2 separate regions of the Rattus norvegicus genome follow, and region 2 is linked to region 1. The links are chromatin contacts, called in public HiChIP or PLAC-seq maps. All regions are on one chromosome and are shown on one strand. The core of a region is the stretch at or near the end of the contact, and the rest is flanking DNA. Distances in the headings are between cores, read along the strand shown. Region 1 has its middle 140 kb from the start of Nebl. Region 2 overlaps LOC108353137 (a long non-coding RNA gene).

Region 1 (2,791 bases), core at 234-2,733:
CTCTAGAGATGTTGTATTCGTTGTTCTCTGCACCCATTGGCTCCTTATCACTGGAATGAAATAACGTAGGTCATTCATGAAGCAGAGAGGCTTGCTTTGCTCCTGTTCAGATCTGAGATAGTGCAGGATGTGGTTTCCAGCCTCAGGTGAGAACAGAGCATTGTGATGGAAGAAAATGGGGTGGGATGGGTGGAGTCCTAACATCTCCTCAAAAGGTCTATCTCCCTGCCTGCCTCATGTGCTCTGATGGGCCTTCTGTTAGGGTCCCTTTTAGTATTCCTCCCAGGGGGACGAAGCCTTTACATGTAGACTTCGGAGAATACTCACAACATATTCAAACCACAGCTGGTCATAAGACAGTACTCTATTTTAATAAACATTTAAATAAAATTCAAAATTTTATTTAGATAGACATTTATTTCACGTGTGTGTGTGTATGTGCATGCACACATATACACATGTATGGGCATGTGTGCCGTGATAAACATATATGTGGAAACCAGAAACTACTTACAGGAGTTATCATGTAGGTCCGTTGGAACAGAGAATGTCAGGTTTAACAGTATCCACCTTTGTCAACTGAGTTAATATATCATTTCTCTAACATCGTGACAGTTGTTAGGGATTTAATTCATTAAAACATTTTATCATGTTTCTTAATGAATGACAGTTTGGAGCTAAATATAAAGAGTTTATTACAAAATTAAAACTTTAGAACAGCGCCTAGAAGCTTCATGTATTTATGGAAAAGTAAAATCCTATTATTTTAAACAACAGGTCTTTACACTTTTTCCGTATACTCTGAAGTGTCTATAAATGGAACAGATAGTTCTAATGTGTCTTTAAATAGTTTATAAATGAACACATTCTATCTAACTGAGAAACTATTAAGAGAACAATGCAAGAGAATCAGTGTAGGGGAATAATGATTTCATAGGTCAGAACTAAGATTTAAAATGCACTTGGCCTAGTGTGAACGCTCAGGAAGTCTTGTTCCATTGTTCTGTGTCCTGGGTGAGTAAATCAAAGCTATCAGATGCTGCTTTTTAAAAGGAAATCAGAGTCTCAAAATAAAATGCCTTTATTAACAGTTCTGTTTGCTTTGGCCTTTTCTGTTTCTGGGTGAGTCTCAGTGGGTGACACTTTGTATCTAGAATTCCTCTCAGTGGATGTATGTATCACTTCTAGGCTTTTCCACATCAAGTCAGGTCTCTTTCACTCACTAAATTTTGTTGTGTTCCTAAAGTTTTATATTAGTTTGTAATCAGTAGCATGTACAAAATTTTACCCACCATGCTTCGCTTCCATGTTTATAAGAAATAGAACGTTTGTTGATTTAGGAGGTGTGTTTAGAAAAAGTCTACTGATAGAATTTTTTTTTTTCAACAATCCAAACAGCCCTGCTCTGTGCCTGTTTTGTAACAGCATATGGGAAAGGAAATCTGATGCCTTAATAAGTCTCTACTCCTTATTAGATAACATGGAGAAAATAAGGGCCCTTTAAATGAGCTCTCTAAGCCTTCGAGAATGGATGGAAATGACTCAAATCATGATTGTGCCTTTCAACCACTTCCATTTTCCATGCAGCTTAATGGTGGTGTGGAAAGATTGATGGCCCTGAGTTGGTGGAACTATTAGTCTCAAAGGAGGGTGGATTGGGGACAAAGGGGTAGCAGGACAAAGAGAGGAGAGCCCGCCTATCAGCCAGGTAGAATGGAGGTGTGTGGCGGCCGCTTGTCACATGTGATTTTAGTTGAAGCCATCACCCCGCCTCTGTTAATGTTCCTAGCTAGTGCAATTTCTTTTCTGTGACTGTCCCAGGAATAATGTGCCAGTCGAGGGAAAATGTTACTGGGCAGGGTAATACACTATTACTAGCCCCATCTTCTCACGGCCTCTGGGCTTTTTCAGCTGTAGGATTACAGGCTAATGCTGACTGACATGTATGAAAGGGACATTTCTCACATGTATTAGATGCTCAGCAAATGCCACTGGACTTGCGTGAAGAGACTGGTGGCTGGTGGAACGCTTTTACATCAAGAATTATGACTTAGGGAGCTGGATGTCCAGCTTCATGGTAGAGCATGTGCTTTGCAAGCAAACCATCCTGGGAAAAGATACACGGAATCAAACAAACAAACAAACACCCAACCCCAACCACCATGAGTAAAGCTCTTGGTATGTTTTAGAAGTTTGTAGTTACATTTCAGAAATAAGCAATTTCCTACTCACTGCTCTGAAACAAATACTGTCTGAGCCAGTGCTAAGCGCTCAAGTCGCCTGGTAATCATGAACCTCCTGCTTTTGGATTAATTGATCTAGTTGTCACGAATCTGCCTTTCTCTTATTTATGCATTTATTGAGAAGCATTCATGTTGTATTCCGATTTCTTTGTATCTCTTTACTTCCTTTTAATCTGAGATTTTTTTTTCTTAAAACATTGTAGTTTACAGGAAACAGAAGACACTTTTATTCGCTGGTGTGTTACATGGAAATTTGTGATCAAGCTCATGACTGAAACACCGAACAACCCCTAAGGAATCTGATATTTCTCATAACTCAGGCATATGTTGTGGATCTCTTCCCACAGAGAGTTTTTCTTTTTTCTTTACACTCACCTCCAAGTGTATGGAGGACTATTTTCCCAGATTGTTGAGTAACAAACCAATCAGCTCACTAAAAATATGGCCCCGCCTCTTTTTTGGGCAGAGTCAATAACATGAGTTCCCACACCTCTCTGTCTGCTTCTTTCCTTCCTTCCTTTGCCCATCTCATTCTCAAGCATATGTTT
Region 2 (2,700 bases), core at 88-2,587, 420 kb before region 1:
GGGGAGACAAAGCAGTAATAAGAAGTAGGCATATTCTTGTACTTTCGTAAATTACAGCACAGGGAAATGTAATCAGACATGAAAATAGGGCAAATTTATTACAAATAACGGGCCAGGAAGGGTTGCTCCATGATATAGCTCCTCGATCATTTTGAGGGGTGGGCTTTAATAAGAATCCTCCGTTGCATGGGAACTGGGAATCCTAAGAATTTTTGCATCAAGAAGGGACTAAAATTAATTATTAGAAGCTCAGTAATCACCAAATAAACTCGGAGCTTTGAGGTTAAAAAACAGACGACTATCTTCATGTTCAATTATACAGTATCAATTACTAATACAACCGATGTTTCAGCGTCTTGGCGCTACCAGATACCGTCTTCTATGGAGATACCTTGGTATTAATTAATGACTTCTTTATTCTCATTATTCACAAGGAAAAATAGGGGTCGTGTCACATTAAAATTAAGATTATCTTAGTTTATCTGGGCTCTTAAACAAAGATCATTCAAACTAATTATATTTCGAATTAACAGAGGTAAGGCAATTTATCGCTTAACTTTTTTTTTTGTTCAAAGACAGGAAAATAAAGATCAGAAATAAGCAGAGTTTCATTTTAAAGGCAGAAAGAAGCAAACATGTCCTGACTTTTGCAGTATTTCCCTTGCTAAAGGGGGAATGAAGGAACTGTAAAAGACGTGACTTTGCAAAGTCAAGTCCTTTTTAAAAGACTTGGATCGAAATTCTTGCTATGCAACAAGGATTCAAGTTTGATTAATTTTCTGCAAGCGACGTGACAGCGGTGTTTTAAAAGATTAATTAAAATTGAAGTGATACGGAGTAGGAATCCAACCTGCAGAGGCGTCCCTGGCGCCTTGGGGGAGCGGGGGGGAGGCTTTGCAAACCAGTCCCAAGCCCGAACTACCGGCTTTCCCGAGCCTGGGACGCAATTCCCCGTCTCCTGGAGAGGAACGCGGAATTTGGCAGGGCGCCCGTCTGGCCGCCTGGCATACCGAGCTGGCCGCCAGCTCTCGGGGGTGGGGATGGGGTGTGTCCCCCGGAACCCGCTGCGGAGAGAAGTGCTAGCGCGCCTTTAGACCAGCCAGTGAGGACCTGGGTCAAGCCAAGAGGCGGGAGGGGGCTCCCGTAAGCCTGGAGCTGACAGCCACAGGCCGAGCTGCTACTCCAGCGGCTGCACCTACTTGGTGACACCCTGCTGGTGCGGAACCCTCCCCCAACCCGGCCGAGCGCAAATGAGCTGGAGTGCAAAGAGTGAGGATGGCAGTCTGCGGAGATTCGTGCACAGGGCCGAGGCTGGGGAGAGCTCTGCCACGCTACGGCTGCTGGGCCCAGGTTCTGGGCCTGGATGAGTGGTGCTGCCTGGTCACCTCGGACTCGGGACCTGTAGTAGCCCTTCACTGTGCAGTTGCCCTCCCCTCCCCCGCAGTTTCCCGCTCTAGCTCCCCTCCCCCACCCTACATCCTGCTCCCCTCGCTTTACTCCGCGACGCCTTCAGCCGAGTAAGAAATTAAGCCGAACACAATTGTAACTGTACTCAGGGAGACACAATCGCCCAAGCCCTTGGGGTCACGCGCGGCAGAGGGGCGACGCGGGTGGCGCCGCCGAGGGTGGGGTGGAGAGAGCGTTCGTTTGCAATCAGACTCCTGGGCGCGACATACAATGTCCCATTCTCCCCTCTGGGGCTCTGGGGTCCTCAGGAAGAGGGGTTGCGACGGGACTTGCTGCCGCGACCGTGCGCCCGAGGTCCGAGTATGCCCTCGGTGACCTGCGGCGGGCGCTGTGGGTTCAGGCCCAAACGAGTCCCAGGGGCTTCTCCGCGCCTGGAAGTAGACGTGGTCTCTCTAGCCCCTGGCGTCAGTCTTTACCCTTCCTCTTCCTGGAGACCCGGGAGGCGGCGACGTGGAAAGAGAGGCGGGAAAGCCCACACGGAGCTGCCCAAGTCAAGGGGCGGTGGGGCTAAGGGGACTCTAAGGGCGAGAACTGCGGGTCGGAAGCCCGGCGACAATCCCTTCCCCTCCACGTGCAGCGAGGGCACCTCCTCCCCGGGGAACCCACCCAGCCGCTCCCAACCTGGAGAACAAAGGGTCTGGGAAGCACGGTCGGGGTCGGAGAGCGGAGGTGGAGGGACGCAGGAAGGCGGTGGGGGCAGGGGAGGGCTTCTGCTTGCACTTCCTCTCTGGGCCGAAAGACGGAAGGCTGCACGCAGCTAGCGCCTTGTGGAGGCTGTTTCTCTATCCAGAAGGGCTCGGGATCCTTACCTAGCGGCCGCACTCGCGCCCTTCCTCCCCCTAGGGTCCCCACCCCCTCCGGGGACGAAGGCCTGGAGGCCGAGGAGCTCGCTGTGCCCCGGCGCGGGAGGAACCGCGAGGCAGCAGCGCCCCCTGCAGGTGCCAGGCGTCTCCGCAGTTGGGCGCTCCGGGACTCTTTAAGGTGGAACCCGCCTGATGCTCCATGACGCTCGTGGCTGTGGGTGGACGTGGGTCCTCCCTCACCCTCACGCTCAAGGGTCCCCCAAGCGAAACGTGCCTGACGGTCCAGAACCCCGGAATTTGTCCCTCGCTGACGCTATTTTCTGGACCCTTGGCCCCACCATCTGTAGGACCTCTTCTGTGGATGCCCCACTGTGGATCGACATTGATAATTCTCTGCAGTGTTAGAGGATGCCTAAATCCCGCTTCAGGG

The links. HiChIP or PLAC-seq counts read pairs in DNA pulled down with a chosen protein or histone mark.
Region 2: a contact with region 1 is called in an H3K27ac HiChIP or PLAC-seq map of oligodendrocytes, with 5 times the contacts expected there. The contact joins two enhancer-like sites. A contact is called at or near these places in 5 of 12 Hi-C or Micro-C datasets (Schwann cells, frontal cortex, hepatocytes and 2 more) and 1 of 1 datasets of contacts at active chromatin or transcription factors (oligodendrocytes).

What each region holds. Positions count from the first base shown.
Region 1 is chr17:85,278,648-85,281,438 of GRCr8, reverse strand. It overlaps a transcript of Nebl not described here. Among named protein-coding and RNA genes, the nearest start is that of Nebl, 140 kb to the right of the region's middle. Within about 2 kb of position 1,483, at least 2 of the 93 cell types and tissues checked have an H3K27ac peak or open chromatin away from gene starts, as enhancers often do.
Region 2 is chr17:85,693,623-85,696,322 of GRCr8, reverse strand. LOC108353137 (a long non-coding RNA gene) reads right to left here. Exons shown (of 3, transcript XR_010059276.1): 1 at 1-2,700. Among named protein-coding and RNA genes, the nearest start is that of Skida1, 20 kb to the left of the region's middle. Within about 2 kb of position 1,337, at least 68 of the 93 cell types and tissues checked have an H3K27ac peak or open chromatin away from gene starts, as enhancers often do.